2 separate regions of the Sus scrofa genome follow, and region 1 is linked to region 2. Evidence: chromatin contacts called from public Hi-C data. All regions are on one chromosome and are shown on one strand. Each heading gives the region's core, a stretch centred on a gene start, on an enhancer-like site or on the middle of the called end of the contact. The rest is flanking DNA. Distances are from core to core; before and after follow the strand shown.

Region 1 (5,302 bases), core at 60-2,559, 600 kb after region 2:
GAAGTGAGAATGGAGGCTAAAAACTCACTGGATACATATTAAGAATTTTAGGGTCGGGGGGAGCGAACAGAAATTATCTGGTGTTGGATATTTGCATTCTTGCTTTGAGTCGTCCGTGGGATCTTTTGCAAGTTCGTATGACACTACAGAAGTCTGTGCATTTCTTACTGGAACTTATATTTTATAATCAGTCTAATAAATAGCCTATTAGATTCATATGCCAACGTTAGGATGTAACCAGACTTACACTTAGATGTAAGTATCTTTTGTTAAGTAGAAAACTGAAGAACACAGTAGTAATTACAAACTATTTGAACAACTACTTTGAATTAAATGTTTCTTGTCGGTTATCTATGCTGGCCCTTTGGAGTTCCCACCGAAAGAAGAAATCTGTTAGTGAAATGTTGACTTCTTTCTATAGTTAAAAACATCTCCCCGATGTTTCGGTTTTAGAGGCAAAGTCTTGTTATTATTCTCCCTCTGAATTCCATGGATATTGTATCCTTTGTCCCACCAAATTACCAGTATTTCCAAGTTGTGTCACACTGAAAACTACTTTCACGGTGACCCATACCTAGTATCAGAAGACTGCTTGTTTTGTGGAGTCCCACAGTGACAGTGGACTTGTGACAGCAACTGGGAAAAGGCAAGAAGCAGACCAAGAACCAGAAATAATGCCTGAAAAGGTGTCGTTTAAGCATTGCTGAGCTGCAAGAGGAGGAAGTAGGAACTTAGCGGGAATCCATAGGCATTCATCCTTGAGTATTCATTTGATCTCTACCAGAGTTTCCTCCACCTCCAATAATGTGGGCTTCCACGGGATTATATAATAATGACACTTAAGAATTTTATTTTGAAAATAATGCCCTTCAGAGCAGACATGGTCCTATAAAAATTAAAAAGTTACAACACATCCAGTTCATAGAGAACATCCAACAAATCTTACTTTCTTGGGACTCTCTGAAGAACTGCTATTTAAGCTGAGTCTCATAGCCTTCCTCTTGGATAATAGCTGCCACTTTCCAATATGGTTCAGAGCAAGCATCTTAGTATTCTTCCTGTTTTGCTGTAGTTCTGGTTTATTAACCTACTTTATTTGCTAAGCCAGTGACCGTGGCTCTCTGACCAGTAGAAACGTACTGTGCTTTAGCCATTGATCAGTCCCCAACAGTCACGTCCGTTTCTTTCTCTGGTTCAGGGAAGAGCCAGCCTCGTGATTGTGTTGGCGATCGGAAGTCTGTGACAGTTCTTCATTAACTGAAAGGAAGAATGACAGTTAGTGCTCTGAGAGCAGCCAAGTGCCACAGGTCATTTACAAGTCCTAAGGGGTGGTTGGCCAGCACTTCTACCCTGGTGGCAAGTTACAGAAGCCATAGTCATCACAGCATGCCCAGTGCAAGGTCTCTCCTCCCCTCCTCACCACTGCCCCCCCCCCAAATCTAAATGCTTATTTCTAAAGAACAGTCCTAGTTAGATGAGGCACATTGCCACTGTAATAAAAGTTGTTACATGCTAAGTATATTTTGTAATCAGTAGATTGTTAATTTCAAGTTAAGATGCCCTCATTGAATAAGCATTTATTATACATGTCTCTAATCCAAGGTCTGGGGATATGGAAATAAGGGTTTCTGTCCCTGCTCCTCCCCGCCAAAGATGAATTTGGGTGTTTGTAGTCTTCAGACAAGTCAAATTAGTCTCCTTTTTACCTTTTGGCATCATTTCCTGAAAAGTGAGTTTCAGCTTTTCACCATTTATACACTCGTCAACTCCTTAAAATATAACTTCAGATATAGCTACTATACTAAAATATTGACTTATCAATGATGTCCTAATTACTAAATCTGGTGGCACCAGTTCCCTTCCTCTGTAATATTTGATACAAGGCCCCTTTCCATGACCCCCACCCCCAATCATTCTCCTCCCTTTGGCCTTTGTTTTGCATCATCTTTCTGTGTATTCTTAGCTGTTCTGTAGCTTCACCTGTTACCTCTCTGTCAGTAGTAAATTTGATTCTTAGCTCTGAGATCCTGACAAGTATCCTTTGAGATCTTCCGGTTACATTAAAAAAAAAAGTACATCTCTCTTCCTGAATGCCACCAACATGCATAACTGAAACGATTTTTACTCTTAAAGTTTATTATCAGAAGTATTATTAATTAAATTATCCATGCCAGAGACCAGATTCCTTATAGTCTCATAGGAAATGATGCATATTTATAGAATTGAACCTGAAAATGTTCTTTTTTGCCCCCAAGTCAAATCCAACCAATTTATTCCTTGCCAGGCAATTTATATGCCATGTACTCCAAGACACATGCACATTTCTTGACCTGGATTCTTCTCTGCTTCCACATTGCCTGTCATCTCAGATGAGGGGGTACATATGCATTGGATGGTTAACAGGTCTTTGGTTACAGGAGCCTCGAAATTTAACAGCTAATGTTTGTTGATCACTTCTGTGCCAAACACCATGAAAAGCTCTTTGGGGAGTTCCGGTTGTGGTGCAGCGGGTAATGAATCTGACTAGTATCCATGAGGATGCGGGTTAAATCCCTGGTCTTGCTCAGTGGGTTGGGGATCTGGCATTGCTGTGAGCTGTGGTGTAGGTAGCAGACACAGCTTGGATCCCGCATGCTGTGGCTGTGGCATAGGACAGCATCTGTAGCTCTGATTCCACCCCTAGCCTGGGAACTTACATATGCCGCAGGTGATGGTCCTTGGAAAAAAAAAAAAAAAAAGAAAGGAAGAAAAGTAAAGCCCTTTGCATCCTCTCATTTAATTTTTGCAATGAAATTATGTTGTAGTCACCATTATTATTCTTACTTTACAGATGAGCAAATGGAGGCATAGAGAAGTCAATATGAAGCAATTTGGAGTTCCCTTAGTGGCTCAAAGGTTAATGAGTCCAACTAGAAGCCATGAGGAGTTGGGTTTGATCCCTGGCCTTGCTCAGTGGGTTAAGGATCTGGCATTGCCATGAGCTGTGGTGTAGGTCGCAGACACAGCTCAGATCCTGCATTGCTGTGCCTGTGTCGTAGGCTGGCAGCTGTAGCTCCGGTTAGACCCAGCCTGGGAAACTTCATATGCCTCAAGTGCAGCCCTAAAAAAAAGACCAAAAAAAAAAAAAAAAAGAAGAAGAAGAAGAAGCAATTTGCACAAGATCGTACAAACTGATGGATTCAGGATTCCATCCAAGGCAGACTAATTCCAGAGCCCACATTCTCAGCCGCTCAGTTTCACTGCCTTTCCACATAGATTATCTCGTTCCAAGGTATTACTTGAGATGGCCCAGGCCACATAAGTAATTTCTTCCCTTTTGTTCTCAATTACCAAAGGCTAACTGCATAACAGGGGCTTTGAATGAAAAGCCAGGACACAAGTGAAAATGTGTAACCTTCATATGATATTGAAATAAGAGAGCTGGAAAATGGAAAACTAGGAGATAAAGACCAAGAGGAAACATCATTCCTCACTGAATTATCTATCCTGGAAACCAAATGTCTGTGCCAGGCACAGTGCAAAGAGCGAGGCAACTAATTTATCCTCCTGAAACAGCTTACAATTTGGTTATCATTTTATTTTCACGGCTCTGTGAAGGAGGGTGCCGAGTGATCGGACAGGTAAGTTTAGGCAGGTGGCCATGAAAATTATAATTGCCGAGTATTCTGCAGGCAATGAAGTTTTCCTTGTTGGGCCACAGATGAAATGTAATCTCCTTGACTCAGAGCTATGTCTGTATGCCGAGGAATCGCCAGCATCAATAATAACCCCTGTTATAGAAAGAGACTAATCGAATCCTCTTAAAACTTTTGTAAAATCCTAGACTTGTTTAAATTCTCCCACAGCTGGCGCTCAGGTTGGTGATAAGTTTATTTGCCTTGGTCAAAAGGATACCTGCTGAACATATGCTCTGTGTATAGCACTCCAGGAGTAGGGTTTTGGCTGAGAGGGATAGCTCTGGAGCCAGACAGCCAGAGTTCAAACCCCATGGCTACCAGCTTCTAGGTGAGTGACTTTGGGTTATTCCTGAATTATTAATTTCAAATCATTAATTTTGTTTTAAAATAAAGATAAATGATTTTATCTTTAATTTTAATAATGGCTACTAGGTAAAAATATGTTTTTTGGCTGTGGAAGTTCCCAGGGTGGGGATTGAACCTGTGCCACAGCAGTGACCCAAGATGCTGCAGTGACAATGCCAGATCCTTAGCCCACTGCGCCACACAGAAAATCCTACTGGGGGTATATTTTAATGATAGCTATTATTATAATGACACAAACACTGCCTTCTTAGAATTTATGTCAGCAGGGGTCATGACGACTAGTAGTTATTCAGAAGAGGCACTGCTAAGAACCTTGCATGTATCTTCTCGCTTAATCGCCATACCAACCCTACAGATTTGTCCTGCTATTATTTCTAGTTTATAGAAATAATAAACTTCAAGGGGGGTGAATTAGTGTGACCATTGCTACAGATCTGGAATTTGGTTTCAATTTTAAAGGCCCATTTGGTTTGACTTTGAAGTCTGAGATCTTCACAATTTCACTCTGCTAACCCTTAACTTACTCTGACTTTTCTAAATACTTATCTGTTACTGTTTTGATTACTGATGACAAAAACATACATAGGAGTTCTCATCATGGCTCAGCGGACTAGTATCCATGAGGACGCAGGTTCAATCCCTGACCTCACTCAGTGGGTTAAGGATCCAGCATTTTGGTGAGCTGTGGTGTAGGTCGCAGACACAGCTCAGATGCCACGTTGCTGTGGCTGTGGTGTAGGCTGATGGGATACAGCTCCGATTAGACCCCTAGCCTGGGAACCTCCATATGCCGCTAGAAGCAGCCCTAGAAAAGGCAAAAAGACAAAAAAAAAAAAAAAAAAAAACCAACTTTCAAGCATTCCGTAGACACAATTTCTTTTCCATAGTGACTATTTTCAGCAGTGTTGGTTATTTCAGCAAGCAGTTCGTTCTTGATCAGCTTGATGGTATTTTGAGGGGCACTAAAAGTAACAGTTTGGGAATCTCAGGACTTGGGGAGATGAGATAATCAAAACATCCTGAGGAGGAATGAAATGTCCCTGGCGGTGGATGATGAAGGGTTTGGCGATGGGATGTTCGAGACACAGACGTCTCCGTCAAGAGCTACTCAAGGCAACTGACACAGATTGAAGAGTGCAGGATGTGAGAGAATTTTCTTTCTTCCTTGGCGAGAAAATTGATGCTCTCTACATACTAATTAAATTTACATGCACCATTACCTCCTAAGGCTTGAAGTGTAGGGATTAATGTGGAATGAT
Region 2 (5,067 bases), core at 2,519-5,018:
ACTTTAATAATTTTTTTTTTCTTTTTGGGGCCACACTTGAGGCATATGTAAGTTCCCAGGCTAGGGTCGAATCAGAGCTGAAGTTGCTGGTCTATGTAACAGCCACAGCAACAGCAGATCAGAGATGCATCTGCAACCTACACCACAGCTCATGGCAAGGCTGCATCCTTAACCCAGTGAGCAAGGCTGGGAATTGAACTTGTGTCCTCATGGATATTAGTTGGGTTCATTACTGCTGAGCCACAGTGTGAACCTCAATAAAAAATTTGTTAATAAAAATAAATAAATAAAAGATAAATTAATTTTTATCAACTAGAAAGTAGGGCTTGGAGCTCCTTCTCTTAAACAATGTCAGTTGGAAGAAGGAAGAGCATTAGAATGCCCTCATGACCACAGCAGGGCTACCTGGTCATCCTGGACACCTTTAAACCCCCTATCCTGGTGCCGTCATGCAAGCTGGGAGCCATGGATATGTAGATATGGACATCTGGTTACTGCTGTGGTACAGGTTCGATCCCTGGCCAGGGAACTTCTGCATGCTGTGGGTGTGGCCCCCCAAAAATAAAATAAAATTTTAAAAATAAATAAATCAGCCAATAAAGACACCAGCCTCTTCATCTAAGAGCCACTCCCACTGTGGCTCAGCAGGTTAAGAACCCCACATAATGTCCTTGAGGATGCGGCTCCGATCCCTGACTTCCCTCAGTGGGTTAAGCATGCGGTGTTGCTGCAAGCTGTGGCATAACTGGCAGATGCAGCTCAGATCCAGTATTGCTATGGCTTTGGTGTAAGCCGGCAGCTGCAGCTCCATTTCGACCCCAGCCTGGGAACTTCCATATGCCAAGGGTGTGGCCCTAAATAAATAAAGCTCCCTCGTAGGAAAAGGTAACAGTACCTCCTTGAGTGGAGGAGAAGCAAGTTCAATCCAGGAAAACATCTCGTGTGCACATTTCACTAACTTGAATCCCATGATAGGGTCCTTTGAAGTACCATCTCAGAGTGGGCACCCTATTGGAACAGGCAGCACATTTCCTGAAAATCAATTTCCCAAGAGGGGCTTCAGCTTTCTTACCAAGTTTGAGGGTTGTGTGGATGTCTGGAGTCGGCTAAATAAAATATTACCTGCCATGAGTGCTCACAGTCACACGGACCGTGGGCTGTGTGCAACGTCCCTGTGGAGAGAGAAAACTAGGCCAGCCCTTTGTGGGTAACGGAGGCCATGAATAATGTACAGAGCATGCAGCTTCTTTTCATGCAGTTCTTACTGTGCTACTATTTGTGACCATTTTAGAACGTAGAAAATGCAGGGAAAGCAGGAGGGGGCAAACCTTAAAATATGTGTCAAGCAAAAAGAACCACCACCTAGACGTTGCTTTCTCCTATTGTGTCATGTATGGTTACCGGAGAGAGAATGAATACAATGATTTCTCTGTCGATGGGGTAATAAGCTTAGCTCACACTGAGAGAGCTTGCTTGCTGTCAAAGTTGTGTTAAGTATTCTACATTATCATCTTATTAAACCCCATGAATTTTCCAGTTAATACAGCATCTTTTAAGAAAATTAAATGTGGAACAAAGTCAAGAAAACATGAACAAGTGCTCCAGGTACTTGAAGTCAACAGGCGAAGCCAGAAATCCTGGTTTGTCCTCGAGGTTATTAGCGTCAGCTTCTATGAGGTCGTTTGCCAGACAAGTTTATTGGACAGTTATAGCTGGGTGAGCCACCAAGTGGAACGACTTAGGGAAGCACAAAGTAGTCCTCTTGGGAAAGAAAAGCAAACACGTTTGGAACATCTAGTGCTATTTGTAATTTTCCCCTGTGACGCTGAGGACAGAGGCGTCAGCATTCCCATCAGAATGGAGGGGACCAGATGTCCATCAGGCAACATTTGGAAATCCTCCCCTGTTTGCCTAGTCCATCATATAAAGCACCTTGTAGAAGGTGGGTTCCCTGTCTCAAAGGAGTTTACAATCTATTATAAGGAAAGGAAAATAAACTCCCACTTTTTTTTTTTTTTAATAAAGTTGTATGTGAACCGTAAAAGTAGCCTGAGCCTTCTAGATTGGCGGGAAGGAATCAAGTGATGAAAAACAAAAGCAGTGGGGGTCAAGGAGCCAGGTGGAGGCCCCAGATTTGGGGGGGGGTCTCAGGGTCAGGGGATGCTTAGGCATGAAGAGGGGAGTCGTGGAAAGCATCCAAGACCACTCTGGGCTGGAGAACACAAGGGAAGAAGGAGAAAATTACGTCCCTGGTTATGGGTCTCATCCAGGTCACATCAGGCTTTCCCGGATCTGTGTCTGAGGTGCGACATCTTCTCTCTGCACCACGGACCTCCCAGGACCCCTCTTCTCCCTCCTGAATGTAAGCAGCCTGACTACAGCTCCTTCAACATCAGAGCCCGGGAGAGGCACCGGTGAAGGGTGCCTGGCCTCCCAGAGCCCAGTGTTCTCTTTCACTCTCATCTCTGACCCTTGCTGGAGGTCTGAGTGTGCTCAGCACACTGCCGTGCCCCCTGTCCTCTCAGGAGTCAGCCAGTCCCTCTTTTCGGTAGCCTAGCGTAACTTCATTAAGCAAGCGCTTGGTTCCAGCCGTGCCCAAGAAGAGCTCCAGCCTGTTCATAACAATGTGATAACAATAGGAGAACATGATTCGTTAGATCCCATATTCCAGGCAGTGAGTTTAACCATGCTCAGCTAGGATCATGGCATCAGGGGCAGGCGAGAGTCTGTCACGTGGCCACGTCTCTGTGGACACATGCTGCTGATGCTAATGGTCTTTTAGTCCCTTGGTGGCCGCTGCCCCGGACCCCTCTGCTTTTAGGCAGCAAGATCCACAAAGCTCTCTCCTACTGCACCACCCCAAGGAATCTTCGGGTCCACGGATCCACTCAGCCACATCTTCTCTAGAAGTGGGAGAAAACCCAAACCTCCCCCATGGTAGCCCTCTTTCTTCTCAGTGCCTCTTGGTGCAAACATTAATGTGTGAATTTCTCCTGATTTTGTTCTTGACATTCGAAGATAAGATTTTCAGACTTCTGAAAATGAAATAATCACATTTCTTGGGACCTTCAAATACTGGGACCTTCAAATACTGGCTCTTGAAATTGAAAATTATGTTTTGAAGATTACCATCTCTCTTTGGGGAGTTCCTGTCATGGCTCAAGGGTTAAGGAACCCAACTAGGAACCATGAGGTTGCGGGCTCGATCCCTGGCCTCTCTTGGTGGGTTAAGGATCCAGTGTTGCCATGAACTGTGGTATAGGTCACAGATGTGGCTCGGATCAACATCACTGTGGTTGTGGTGTAGGCCAGCAGCTGTGGCTCCAATTAGACCCCTAGCCTATATGCCATGAGCGTGACCCTAAAAATCAAAAAATAAAAAATAAAAAAAATCAACATCTCCCTTACCCAGAAGTTCACAAGAATCTCTGTAGAGATCCCAAAGTCAGCCATTCGACTCCTCTCTTACCTTTCCTGTCTTGAGAGTAGTCATGTTCAAAGCCATCTTTGCTGCCACAACAAGAGGAGAAGGGCCACGGACCCTGAGAAATGCTGGCACTGGTTGAGGGCTAACCTGCAGTTCACCACTTCCACTTACCATCCTGGCACACAATGAGGAAGCAAAACATAGAATTCAAAACTTGTTTGCTTTTTTTTTTTAAAGCAGAATAATGAGGATAATAGAAATATTGAGGACAGGCTTAGAGAGAGTGGGTCAAAGATAATTTATTACAGATGAAGTGAGGGCAGATGGTACACTCCTTTTTCTCACTCTCTATATTTAGTCTTGTTTAATCATTAAAGTCATTATCTTTTCATAAAGAGGATTTAGGTCAGAGTTCCTAGTTGTAAGCAAAGAAAGCATACTCTGGCCAATTAGGCTGAGAAAGGAATTTATTAAAAGGATCCCAGGCAGCTTCAGAGAAATGCAGAGAGGGCTGGAAAGCCACTCAAGGCTGTTTCTGGGAACAAGACCTCAAACATGCCCACAGAGGGGGCCTGACAAGGGGGTCCTCACGGTGACTGCTGCCACAGAGCACCAGATGCTACTGTTTGTCCTGATGCCGTCGAGTGGACTTTATCACATCTGCAAACGCCATAGTCACCCATGACGCATCTGCACCGGGAACCACGCAGAAGCCTCACAATCCTGCTGCCACCGAGGTCATCATAAGAGGTATCATGCAGAACTGCCTTCCCCCAGGGCTCACTGCCAGTTCAGCCTGATTGGAGGGACCCAAGAAATATGACAATGCACTTTTGCAAGGGGGATGCTAGGAGTGGGGAGATGTGGGAATCAATTTGCCTGGTCTCAGTATCTACCCTTGTGAGGCTACATAGTTCCTAAACATAATGAGACTATTCAAGAGATGCTGGATTAAAAAACTCAATATATGAAGACTATAAGAGAGACTTTCTATACCCTTAGAAAAGGATAGAAATAACACACTGTGGAGAGATTACCAGGATACATGGTTAGGTACAAAAGCAAGGGAGTACAAAAGTCAATAACAGACCACTCTTTGTGTAGGAAAGGAAGAAATTTTTCTTTTAAGTGCACTGGCAAAAATAAACATAGGAGATTAAAAGGGACATCATTACAAATGGAGCTCCCTTGTGGTGAATCGGGTTAAGGATCCCCCATGGTCACTGCAGCAGTCCGGGTTGCTACTGTGGTGCAGGTTCAGTCCCTGGCCTGAGAATTTCCACACGTCATGAATGTGGCAAAAAAAAAAAAAAAAAAAGACCTATAGTGGTCATGGGTGAGCAAGTTTCACAACAGGTCACTAGCCATCTGCAAGAAAAATTCCCTGCAAGGAGAAACACCGGGGCATGGCTCAAGTAAGGCCAAGGCCATCTACCAGGAAAAGAAGTATCCCATGAAAAACATACTATCAAAAAATACCCAAGTCCCAAGGCATAAGTTATGTAGAAATTTTTTCTTTGTTCTCAGGAAAACTCCAAAAATGAGATCTCAGTCATCTAAATGTTCTAAAGTTACCCCCTCCCTTCCCCTTTTAGGAACCCTAGCCAATTTTATGCTTTAAAAAAAATTATGATCTTTCT

The links. Hi-C and Micro-C count contacts between places; a contact is called where the count stands out from the background.
Region 1: a contact with region 2 is called in a Hi-C map of liver, with 9 times the contacts expected there. The contact joins two enhancer-like sites. A contact is called at or near these places in 1 of 5 promoter capture datasets (liver) and 3 of 47 Hi-C or Micro-C datasets (all in liver).

Annotation. Positions count from the first base shown.
Region 1 is chr1:32,637,347-32,642,648 of Sscrofa11.1, forward strand. It overlaps SMLR1 (small leucine-rich protein 1), which reads right to left. Exons shown (of 4, transcript XM_003121205.3): 4 at 823-1,257. The coding sequence ends at 1,172. Among named protein-coding and RNA genes, the nearest start is that of SMLR1, 68 kb to the right of the region's middle. Within about 2 kb of position 1,310, at least 4 of the 83 cell types and tissues checked have an H3K27ac peak or open chromatin away from gene starts, as enhancers often do. A contact at or near this core is called in liver, where this site is marked.
Region 2 is chr1:32,035,448-32,040,514 of Sscrofa11.1, forward strand. It overlaps LOC106508846 (a long non-coding RNA gene), which reads right to left. Exons shown (of 6, transcript XR_001305923.2): 5 at 3,470-3,602; 6 at 812-3,361. Among named protein-coding and RNA genes, the nearest start is that of ARG1, 18 kb to the left of the region's middle. Within about 2 kb of position 3,769, at least 2 of the 83 cell types and tissues checked have an H3K27ac peak or open chromatin away from gene starts, as enhancers often do. A contact at or near this core is called in liver, where this site is marked.